4 separate regions of the Mus musculus genome follow, and regions 1, 2 and 3 are each linked to region 4. A link is a contact called in public HiChIP or PLAC-seq and Micro-C data. All regions are on one chromosome and are shown on one strand. The core of a region is the stretch at or near the end of the contact, and the rest is flanking DNA. Distances in the headings are between cores, read along the strand shown. Region 1 has its middle 29 kb from the start of Gm31463. Region 2 has its middle 180 kb from the start of Gm31135. Region 3 has its middle 190 kb from the start of Gm31401. Region 4 overlaps Gm31135 (a long non-coding RNA gene).

Region 1 (2,700 bases), core at 125-2,624, 150 kb after region 4:
GGCACAATCTCAGCACTTGAGGGGCTGAGGCTGGAGGATTTCCACAAGCTAAAAGCCATCCTTAGGTCCTAGGTTAGCATAAAAAACGTCACCAAATGGAGGTAACAGTATGTTTTCTACTGCTATGTGACATTTGATAACCTGGCTGGGGATGAGATTCGTACAGCTTCTCTGAGATCATTATGAAATAAATGTAATGAATTACTTAAAACACAGACACATGGTGAAATGAAAATCTACACAAAGTATCAGATTATACCACTCGTACATATAACAATGTTTCATGGAGCTTTGGTTTCAGTTGCATGGTGTGTCTGTGTGTGTGTGTGTGTGTGTGTGTGTGTGTGTGTGTGTGTGTGTGTGTGTGTGTGTGCTAGCAAGAATGCACAATATAACACCATAACACATAATTGGGCTGTAATCGTAAGAATTTTGTAAACACCTCCCCACCCCAACTGGGCCGGATTGCACGGCTTTGGGCTTGAGTGAAGTGACCCTGACCCCACCTGAGAATGAGGAACTGGCCCCTTAACCTTATCTAGAATTCATCTTATCACTTGGCTTTTGAGCACAATGACAGTCCTTAGTCAGGCTCCCTCGTGGTGCAATGTTATCTTCCTGGCCAGACTAAAGCACAGACAAGGAAAAATGGAGCCCTCACCTCATTGTCAACAGGAAGGAGGAAGGCAGCAGGCCTCCTTGTTCTCCAGCTCAGGTACCCCTCCTAGAAGGATCCACAGGCATCTGGCCTGGAGTGACTTACAGTAGCCCAGCCAGGAGGGACATGCTGGTGAATACAGACCCTTCTTCCTCCTCTCTCTGGTTAGAACTCAGACACCTAGAGGGCTGACCACCTCCTGATCTTTGTGTCCTTTATGACCAGTTGCAGATTAATAAATGTTTGTGACATTTGAGGGAAACTGTTTTGGTGGCTACAAACATTTTCACCTGAATTGTATTTTACATAAATGTATTTGGACTGATGCATAAACTCATCAAAACTGAATGTTTATGAGGCAACAGGGACATTTAGACATTTAGATACAGGCATATATTGTATATTGTTAACAGGAAACATACTGGGGATATTTTGAATAAAACATAGTTTGAACAGAAACAAAAAACGAAATTCTGTAACAGTTTTTTCATAGAAATGTACAAGCAGTTGATACATACAGACTTTAAGACCCGGTGAACACAGACTCAGTCCTCGGGGAGAGACCTGCTAGTCAAGCTTCCTCTCAGTCTAAGGTTACAATGTGACCCTGATACTTTCTCTGGATCCAGAAACTTCTCAGGCTGTGCTGGACCCAGCAGATGCTTGACCGATCTCCAGCCCCAACCCTCTGTGCAAATAGTTTTATGACTGTGTGGTTTTGTTACCTATTTATCATACAGTTTGGAATCATGAATCATTGGCAAAAAATGTTCAAGGAAACGTCCCAGTGTTGTGAAGCTGGGAGATACAAGTTTCACTCTTGACTACTTAGAGTTCTTTCTGAAATCAAATTGCTGATGTGACAGAACAGTCCCTGTGGACAATTCCCTTCTCTTTACTGTATCACTCACCCTCACCAAAGCTCTGCTTTTCATCTTGCCTTCACATGAATAACTACCCTCATTTAGTCAACCAGTGCTCTTGTGAGTGCTGGGTGCCCCATGGCACATCCACAGCACAGTTACTCTTGACTTCTATCTCAGTAAGCAGAAACTACCACCAACCCCACTTTGCACAGAAAATATTTAGGCTCCATAGTTTGGGAGAAAGTCCAAGGTCATGGAGCGGGAGAGTCAGGTCAGAAATGCAAATCAAAAAGTGTTTAATCTGAGGCCCTCACCTCTGAGCTATCTGACTGTCTGAGCTCCAGGATCACCCAGAAGTCCAAAATAAAGACACTGCCTGTCTGCCCCACTTCAGAGCAGACTGTCCCCAGCCTCACACATGGGCTTCTGTATTTTTACATGGCATGGTTGTCACTGCTTTATTCTGCCCAGGGGGTCATTGTTAGAAGAGAATGGTGCTCTCATTTCCCCAAACAGGACAAACTGTGTCCACTCGCGTCAATGAGAGAATGGACACATGCTATGGATTTTACTTCACTTTATTTCATTTGTGGTCCTGGAGCTCGAACCTAGGGCCTTGTGTGCACCCTAGAAAATGGCTCTAGCCCTGATCTCTATACCTCCGACCCTACCTAACTCTTCAAGGAGGGAACTAGTTAAAAGCAACAACCAGTTTAAAGGAAGATACAACCAGATATATGCCTGTAATCCTTGTACTGAGGAGGCTGAAGCAGAAGGATTGCCATGATTTGAGGTCAGCCTGGACTTCATTTCCAGACACTGTCGAAAGAAAGAAAGAAAGAAAGAAAGAAAGAAAGAAAGAAAGAAAGAAAGAAAGAAAGAAAGAAAGAAAGAAAGAAAGAAAGAGAGGAGTGGGATGGGGAGGGAGAAAGAAAGGAAGAGAGGAGGGCCCTGGCAGACTGTCATACTAGGCATATGGAAATGAAAGTGGGAACACCCAGCTTTATCCACAGTGGGTGCTAAGTCCACTGAATGCTCACTGCTATCTTCTGATTTTGCTTTCAATGGTTTATAGGTTTTAGAGTTCTCAAAAAAAAAAAAAAAAAGTCATAGAATACGTGAGTCATATTAACCTGGAAGATTTTGGGCTTGGGGTTTATCAACATGGCCCCTGAG
Region 2 (2,700 bases), core at 102-2,601, 150 kb before region 4:
CTCCTTTATATATGCATCCCTCTTCTATCACACACAAGCACACATACATACACACATATGCACAGACACTCAAACACATACACACATGCACAAACACCCACAAAGATACAAAGACACACATAGTCAAGTACATTGTGTGGTTCAAACAGGCTGAGCAGCTTGCCACGTGGCCTTTGCATGGTACTTTCTTCTAACTTCTAACTGAAGCTAGCACAAGGTCTCTGGGAGGCAGAAGGGAAGTGATGTTCTTGAATGGTACATGCTCTTCCTAGTACCTTGCTATTGGACACAATTCAGCAGCCATGGCTGTGTTCCAATAAAAATTGATACTAACATTTGAGCTTCACAAAGTTTACAAAACTAACAAAGTCCTATTTTCCTGTTCTGTCTACCATTTAAATGCAAAGAAGAAGAAGAAGAAGAAGAAGAAGAAGAAGAAGAAGAAGAAGAAGAAGAAGAAGAAGAAGAAGAAGAAGAAGAAAACAGTACTTTAGCTCTTAGATCACATAATACAGGCAAAGACAATGGGCAGATTTAACTGCCAGGCTGCAAGCTGCTCACTCTGTTCTTTATGCTGGTTCTGAATGCCCTCTGTGCTTACGCAAGCGTACTATGGGCATGCAAATCCATCTCAATCATGCAGTCTTTCCCAGAATTCTGAGTAACTTTCGATATCCACACTCCCCACCCCACAGCCAGGAACTGTCTTTTGTAGCCTCATATGGCAGATTTGCATGGCAGCTTTGCATGGCTTTTTCTGGGAAGGCATAGACAAGCATATTATCTGCTGTGAAGAAATTATTCCGGCTAAGTTCAACCTGATAAGCCAGTGAGTTCGTCAGGCTTACTTACAGGAGCATGGGTGAATAGCTTCTTACGGGTTTGCGAGTGACTCAAAAACATAGAGATCACCAGGAAGCACCACCCCATTTTTCTAATGATGCCCTCACTTAACCTCCTAACTCCTATGTCTTCCAGTCCCTCCCAAGGTCACATGCACCTGGAGGAAAGGTGGAATCCCAGGCAAGGAGCCTGTGTCCCCCTAGTAGAGGGTTCATTGCCCCTTCACCATTACCATAGCACCTTGATATTGCTGCTTCCAATGCTTGTTTCATAGTCAGGACTATGCCCACAGCAGCTGGCAGTCATGTCAGACCACTGAAGATTGCTTTACACTAACAGCTATCAAGGCCTCACCATCCATCCCATGAACAACTAATAATAATGTGAAGTGGGAGGGGATTCATCTTTATTTCATTCTCGTTTGCTAATGTTCTTATGAGTCACTGTGATGCAGACAGAGGATATTAGAAGGACTTGGAGACGGTCTGCCTGGGAACCAGAGCCCTGAACATGTGGACTCCCAGGTTCTCTGTCAGGGATAATTGCTAATATAATCTGGATCAGGGTGTGGCTCACAAGATTCATCCCACAAACATTCCAGGCTGGCTATGCATCAAGATTCCAGCTGGGAACAGGACAAAGATCCTCATCCCCCAAGGACATTACATCCTAGCCAGGAAGACAACTTTCAGAACTGGTCTGATGAGAAAGTGAAATGAAACACTGTAAAAGGCCTGAGTGGAGGAAGCCAGGACAAGGGGAAGAAAAAGGCAGGAGGGGAAGGAGGGATGAGGAGGTCTTTGAGGAACACACCCAAGTCACAACCCTCCTGCTGTTTCTTGGATCTTCATGTTTTCCCTTTAAAGAGGAGATGAGTTACTTAGCTCCTGAGACTCTTCTCTTAGGCCTCGTCCCTCCCTCACTCAGTTTCTGAGCCCCTAAAGGAACAGATGTTATTTTGAAACACTGCCTTGACTCCACATGCCTTTAAGACTTCATTCATTCAATAAATACGTATGAAACATCTTTTATGTGCCTGCTCGATTCCAGGCATCTGGGATGCATCAGAAGAAAGTAGAGTTAATGACACATTAGACAATTGTGAAAGCAAAAGACCACAATGGAGAATACGGGTTTGAATGTGTGTGTGTGTGTGTGTGTGTGTGTGTGTGTGTGTGTGTGTGTGTGTGTGTTAAAAAGTGATTTAGGATAGGGCTTAAGTTAAAGAGGACTTTGAGCAAAGGCTGGGCAGAGCTGGATTCAGCCTTTGTGGTATTTTCAGAGCTGTAGAACAATTAATGGAGTCAGAGGGGGAATTATTTCCACTCCAAGGCAAATATTGTCAAAGCATTTTTGATGGGAATGTGACCTGGGCTAATGTGAACAGTCAGATCATTGCAGGTCTTGAACAACCCCAGGCCCAGTGTGGCTTTGTTTCTCATTCTAATGGAGAGCTGATAAGTGGTATGCCATGTTCCCACCACATTTGGAAGGCATGTTTCGGCCATGTTATTGAGACTAGATGATGAGAATTAAGATAGAGTCAGGAAGATCAATGAGGAGTCCTCATTTCATGATCCAAGTGCCTGAGATGAGGCAGCCTGCAGGGTGTACATCCACTGGATAAGCAGAAGGTGAGTTTGCTGAGAGTGAACCAACTCTTAAATACAAACACTGTAGGCAACTGAATTTACAGGTCTAATTCCAAAGATAGGTTTGAGCTGAAATATAAATGTTAGCATCTTTGCTTGTAAACAGCAAATGCGGCCAGTAGATGGGCAAGGTCAGCAAGAGATAAATGAGGACAAGAGAAAGTGCCGGGGGACAGTCCTGAGCTGCTGAGAGTGAAAGATTTAT
Region 3 (2,700 bases), core at 148-2,647, 180 kb before region 4:
GCCTCTGTGCATTCATTTTTAAAATTGAACTATTAACCTCCATCTTTTGTTTTTATGTGTTTCATCCCCTGATTTATCCATCTACTCTCATGTACTCCTAGACTTGTATAACCCTTGATATAAGTGTGCTGTTTTTAGGTTTTTTGAAGGTCATCTATAAAAACACGTGCCAGCCTCTGGCTTCCAGTGTAGGTCATGTCAGGAAAGAAATACAGTTTCCAGGAGCAGATGAAGCCCCAGAGACAATCAACTGACTATTCTGTGTGAACAAGCAGGGAGACAATAGACACTGAAGAATGAAACAAACAAATCTTCCTGCCACAATCATCTTCCTTTTTCTGAAAGGCAATCACCAGGTTGGTACCATTTCTTTCCAGGGGGTGTGATCTCTTCTTTTTGCTGGATTGGTCCTTGAGCTTATAGATCAATAACAATATGTTCCTTTTTCCTGGCCCAACCTTCCAACACAGACATGCAGATCCCTTGCAGCAGGCATCACCCTTTTACAAGTTGTATAATTCTATAGATCAGCTCTCAACAGATGTAACACTTCTGCCCTGAACACCGGAAAGGATGGAGCTCTAAACAAAAGTGTGCTATAGCCTGAATCCTCAGGTAAGCCTACATTTCCTGTTCCTTGGCAAGAATTAATATCTGGTAAGTTGCAAGCCCTCAGAGTAGTCTCTACTTTTGTTTGTACAAACCAAGAAATAATTATGAGGGGTCTCATGTCTAAGTGGTAACTGGCTGTCACAGAGCAGGAACACAGACAAGACTACCACATTACCTAAAGGGGTGTTGCATTAGCTACTGTCCCATCACTGTGACCACAATGCTGATAGAAACAATATGAAAGAATAATAGTTTGCCTTGGTTAAAACAGCTCATCATAGAGAGGGAAGGGAGGGTATAACCTGCAAAGGCACGCCCTGTGACCACATCTACCAGCTATGTCCTACCTCCAGATGGCTTCACAGCCTTCAAAAATAACCCTATGTGGTGGGTAGCCAGCATCTGAAGAATGACTCTTGGAAGCACATTTCAGGTTCAAATCATCTAAAGGACAAAAGAGTTTCTGAAAGTAGAGCTCGCCAACATTGACATGCAAACTCATCATATTAAAACCATCCTTTGCCTTCAAGGAATACAACACCTCCACTGTATGAAAGACCTCCAGAGGAGATATCACTGTCTCCATCAAGACGGGTTTCAGTATTTAACATTCCTTACCATTAGCCAGCTTTTAAATCTAACTGAAATCCTGCTTCCTGCTGTTCAAGTTGGGAAATATCCTTCTCTGAAGGAATTTAAAATTAGAAAGTTACTCATCAGGCCAGGTATCAGTGCCAGCAATTATCTACATACGGAAATATTTGAGGTCTGGCACTTTCAAAAGCTTGATCCCATTATTCACACATTCTGCAGCCAGAGACCAAGACACAAGATATTCTTGTGACCTACTTGGGAAGCCATCTGGCTCTCAGATCCAACTGTGAGATTTTTTGATCCAGCCTTCACACCAGTGGTAGCACTGCCAGCAGGACTCAGAGGGACAGCGTCTGTTTCCAGTATAGTTTATGTCTGCCATGACTCTGTGAGCCCCTCAGTATGGCAGTAAGATGAAACGGATATAGGCAGACTCCTAAAGTGCATCAAAGTATTGGCCTAGATGCCTGGATACCTAGATGGTGATTGCCAACATTTGCCAGAATTTCTCCAGCCTGAGGAAACCTTTAACATCACAGGCCATCTTAGCTTTCTGTTCATCTAAATGACCCTTGCGAAGACTGTCATTCTGTCTACCTTAAAAACCCATGGTAAAAATCAGATTTGCTTTAAAGGTGTCTATTTTTCTTGATGAGAATCTCCTTATAAGGTGTTCTCCCCATTCCAAAAGGCCTACTATTTTCAAGCCTGAAAGGCAGTGTTGCTCAACAGTCATATAGCTGAATTGATAACACTTTCATAATGTCTGGTTCCACACCCTGAATGACAAGACAGTTCTGTATAAATCCTTTTAAAGGGGAATCTTCACAGACTTCCATGCAGCCCTGCAAAGCAGCAAATTTGACAAATCCTTTCAGAAGGTGCTACATACCATCAACATGTGAATCATCTTTAAATCATTTCCTTAACAATAGCTGCATTTTGAATGGTACAAATTACTTGGCTGGAGGAGACTCGGAGGGTGCCAGCACTCTGATAAACTCACCACTCAGATGAAGTCAGCACACTGTCACTTCCTATATGCTCAGTGGGGGAGAGAGGCCAGGCCTCAAATGCTCACACATATCTCTTATGAAAAATCACAAGTCTAAATTGACAGGACTGCTTAGGAAGCAAACTTTCCCACTGCAAAGGGAGCTGTGTGTTTCCTCAGAGAAGCTGAAACACTCACCCCTACACTTCAGTGTTCCTCATATACATCTTCATCTTCATCATCACCACCACTACCACCACCATCATCATCTAGCAACAGTGATCCCCATCTTCCCCATGAAGGGCCAAGAATGTCCAGCTCCATAGACCTCCCCCCAACCACATATATAGTGACAGTAAAGATTTTGACATGAGATAAACACGCCCAAATCATCCACTTGGATACCAATAAATCCCAAACATCCTCATAAGAAAGAAGAAGGTCAAAGCAGAGGTTTGACAAGGTTGCAGTGATGAGGCTGATGAAAAGAAGAACCCATG
Region 4 (2,700 bases), core at 3-2,502:
TCAGCTAGTCATTCAAGACTAAATACCATCAGTCTAACTGTTATCCCATGTTAGAAAGTGCATGGCCTCAGATATTCATATTTAATCATTTGAGATTTCAGTAGATTCCTTATTTTGAGTAGAAAATTATCCTCAACCCCCACTTATTGATTTTTGTTTTACCTACAGAGACTTGATGCTGGGGCTGGAGAGGTGGCTTGGTGGTTAACAGATCTGGCCGCTCTTCCAGAGGGCCTGGCTTTGATTCCCAGAACCTACATGGCACCACAAAACCATCTGTAACGCCAGTTATCGGGGATCTGAGACCCTCTTCTGGACTTTGTTCTACAGACTTACATGGGGGGGGGAACACCCATACACATAAATTTTAAAAGGAAAAACTTTTGATAAAGGCAGAAGCCCTTGAGGTTTCTATAAGTCTAGAATTCCAGGAGATCCAAGGAGCAGAATCGAAATAAAATGCACGTGTTCTTATTCTGCAGTTTGCCTTTGTAAGTACTTCTTCAACCACCCCACTGTCCTGCACACATATGACGAGGCCAGCTCACCCCGTCCACGCGTGCTAATGCCCCTGGCCCCCTGCAATCAGCTCCTCTTCCATGTCACATCTTTCTTTCTATTTGTGATTCCCTGAGTTTAATTATTGATTTTACAGGAACGTGGGTAAAGGGTTGACAAGAAAAGGGCTACACCACTGTAGAAAATGGCTCTCCTCCCCTCAACATTAACTACATTTATAGCCTCGGGGTGAGATTGTGCCTTATGATCCCTTCCTCTCCTCCAGGACAGGATATTGATGACCCTAATCTTATACATCCTGGTAACTCCAGATGCTGAGGAGTCAGGAGTGCAGTGGCCATGCCCTGCCCAGGGGACAGTGTTCCACAGCACTCCATCCCTTCCATCCATCCTATACTCCTGACACAATGTTCCCTGGAAGGAATGACATAGACATCCATTTAGGGCTCAGCTTTCAACAGTCAGTCATTCTCAGTCCTTTGACCAGCTAGGAATCTCTGTCTGCTGCAAAAATAAGCCTCTGGGACCAAAGCTGACAGCAACCCTGGTCTACAGGCATAAACAAAAACTATTTGGAAAGCAGTTTGACCGACACATCATGTCTAGTAAAAACAACTGTAGCCTCAGCGCTCTTGTCTCTGACCATGGACTTTCGACCAGGTTTACATACTGGATTTGCATTCTTTCCTGTGGTTCTGGCCACAAATCCAAGCAGAAAGCAGTTGGCTGTGCCAGTAACAGATGCAGGTTCTCAATGGTGTGAGTCATTTGCTTGCACCACACGTACATTCATCTGAGAGTCAACATACTTGGTTGACTTTAATAATATAATGATAAAACTATGATCTCACCAACAATGCAAAACCATCTCAAAGAAAATTCTAAGAAATTCAAGAGATTTCAGGACCGTTACTCACAAGTTTGGTTGCTTCGGTATAGATGATGTTTTAGATAAAGCTAAGAAGTATGTTTCATTTACCCTCAGAAATCAGGGACTAAGTAGTAAGGCATTCAGTGGGAGCTCACCAGCTATCAAAATGTCTCCAGTAAGAACTGATACTTCTACCAAAAGAGACACAAAGTAAGGAAGGAACATGCTGGAAGGGGGCATCTGGAAGGAATTGAAAGAGAAGAGTAGGTATAATGTTTTAAATGTACACATATTTTTAAGTTATCAAATAGTGACTTGAAATGCAAAAAAAAAAAAAAAAAGGAATTTCTACATTAGCAGCTGTCCACCTGTACAAGTCTCAGCCAATACAACAGAAGTAAAACGTTCAGAGTACCATGGATACCACAAGCAGGGTTGGAGTCACTCTCTGTCCATCTATGGGCTTCTTTGAACTTCTAAAAGGTTTCCAGCTATGCTTCTGTTCTGACTGGAGAAGTGACAGATACATAGCACGCAGGTTTTGGAAGGACTTCTGAAAGCAGCTGAACTTGTCTTGGTCATAGGGTCTATGACATCCAATCGGCTGGGCAGACTTCTCCATGGGTCTCCCCTGGCTGAAGTACCTCCACAAGAGGAGGCTCTCTCCTCGTTACACTGGGCCACTGGTACGCGGATGCACAGTGTGGCCATTGAGCTCACTTATAAAGAGGCTTCTGAGCGCAGTCCCAGGATTCCCCAACAGCACACACCACAATCCCGGGATATTTGCTCAGCTAAATCCAAGCAGAGTTCTATATTCATTGGCCCAACTGTCATTCTTCCTCGACATATTGATTCAGGTGAGGTGGCATCCATCAACATCATAACCATTTCACAGTTCACTACTTAAGATTTGTTTGCTTTGTCAGTAGAAAGAATGATCTTTCTGGGGCACACCCACAAAGTCACTGCAGCTCAGCTCTTTGACCTCTCCTCTAACAATGGCTGTTCCCTGAAAATAAGACAGGTGCTAGGGAACAGCAGAAGCACCGAGTGAGACACTGGTGCTAAAGGCAAATTTTGCTTGAGCAGAAACATACCACAGGATGGCTGCCAAGCATGTTCTAGAACCAAGAAGTCTGAAGACTACAGATGCTCTGGGAGATGGGCCACTGGGGCCAGAGAACCTTCCAGCATTGTCATCGCATACCAGGATTTGCACTTTAAAGCCTAAGTGACAGAAGGAGGGAATGCATGAATATGTGTGCATGTGCACATGTGTATAAGTAAACATACATGTGTGTGCACAT

Evidence for each region. HiChIP or PLAC-seq counts read pairs in DNA pulled down with a chosen protein or histone mark. Hi-C and Micro-C count contacts between places; a contact is called where the count stands out from the background.
Region 1: a FOXA1 HiChIP or PLAC-seq map of pancreatic cancer cells shows a contact between it and region 4. The contact joins two enhancer-like sites. A contact is called at or near these places in 6 of 484 Hi-C or Micro-C datasets (the C2C12 cell line, adipose-derived mesenchymal stem cells, embryonic fibroblasts and 2 more) and 1 of 115 datasets of contacts at active chromatin or transcription factors (pancreatic cancer cells).
Region 2: a CTCF HiChIP or PLAC-seq map of the NIH/3T3 cell line shows a contact between it and region 4, with 12 read pairs. The contact joins two enhancer-like sites. A contact is called at or near these places in 1 of 15 datasets of contacts at CTCF or cohesin (the NIH/3T3 cell line) and 2 of 484 Hi-C or Micro-C datasets (muscle stem cells and uterus).
Region 3: a Micro-C map of muscle stem cells shows a contact between it and region 4, with 11 times the contacts expected there. The contact joins two enhancer-like sites. A contact is called at or near these places in 1 of 15 datasets of contacts at CTCF or cohesin (the NIH/3T3 cell line), 7 of 484 Hi-C or Micro-C datasets (the C2C12 cell line, embryonic fibroblasts, liver and 2 more) and 1 of 115 datasets of contacts at active chromatin or transcription factors (pancreatic cancer cells).

The regions. Positions count from the first base shown.
Region 1 is chr8:8,604,452-8,607,151 of GRCm38.p6, forward strand. No RefSeq gene overlaps it. Among named protein-coding and RNA genes, the nearest start is that of Gm31463, 29 kb to the left of the region's middle. Within about 2 kb of position 1,375, at least 53 of the 459 cell types and tissues checked have an H3K27ac peak or open chromatin away from gene starts, as enhancers often do. A contact at or near this core is called in the C2C12 cell line, adipose-derived mesenchymal stem cells and pancreatic cancer cells, where this site is marked.
Region 2 is chr8:8,298,755-8,301,454 of GRCm38.p6, forward strand. No RefSeq gene overlaps it. Among named protein-coding and RNA genes, the nearest start is that of Gm31135, 180 kb to the right of the region's middle. Within about 2 kb of position 1,352, at least 40 of the 459 cell types and tissues checked have an H3K27ac peak or open chromatin away from gene starts, as enhancers often do. A contact at or near this core is called in the NIH/3T3 cell line and muscle stem cells, where this site is marked.
Region 3 is chr8:8,273,039-8,275,738 of GRCm38.p6, forward strand. No RefSeq gene overlaps it. Among named protein-coding and RNA genes, the nearest start is that of Gm31401, 190 kb to the left of the region's middle. Within about 2 kb of position 1,398, at least 52 of the 459 cell types and tissues checked have an H3K27ac peak or open chromatin away from gene starts, as enhancers often do. A contact at or near this core is called in the C2C12 cell line, the NIH/3T3 cell line, embryonic fibroblasts and 2 more, where this site is marked.
Region 4 is chr8:8,452,884-8,455,583 of GRCm38.p6, forward strand. All of the region lies in intron 1 of Gm31135 (a long non-coding RNA gene), which reads right to left. It also overlaps the pseudogene Gm2448. Among named protein-coding and RNA genes, the nearest start is that of Gm31135, 30 kb to the right of the region's middle. Within about 2 kb of position 1,253, at least 29 of the 459 cell types and tissues checked have an H3K27ac peak or open chromatin away from gene starts, as enhancers often do. A contact at or near this core is called in the C2C12 cell line, the NIH/3T3 cell line, adipose-derived mesenchymal stem cells and 3 more, where this site is marked.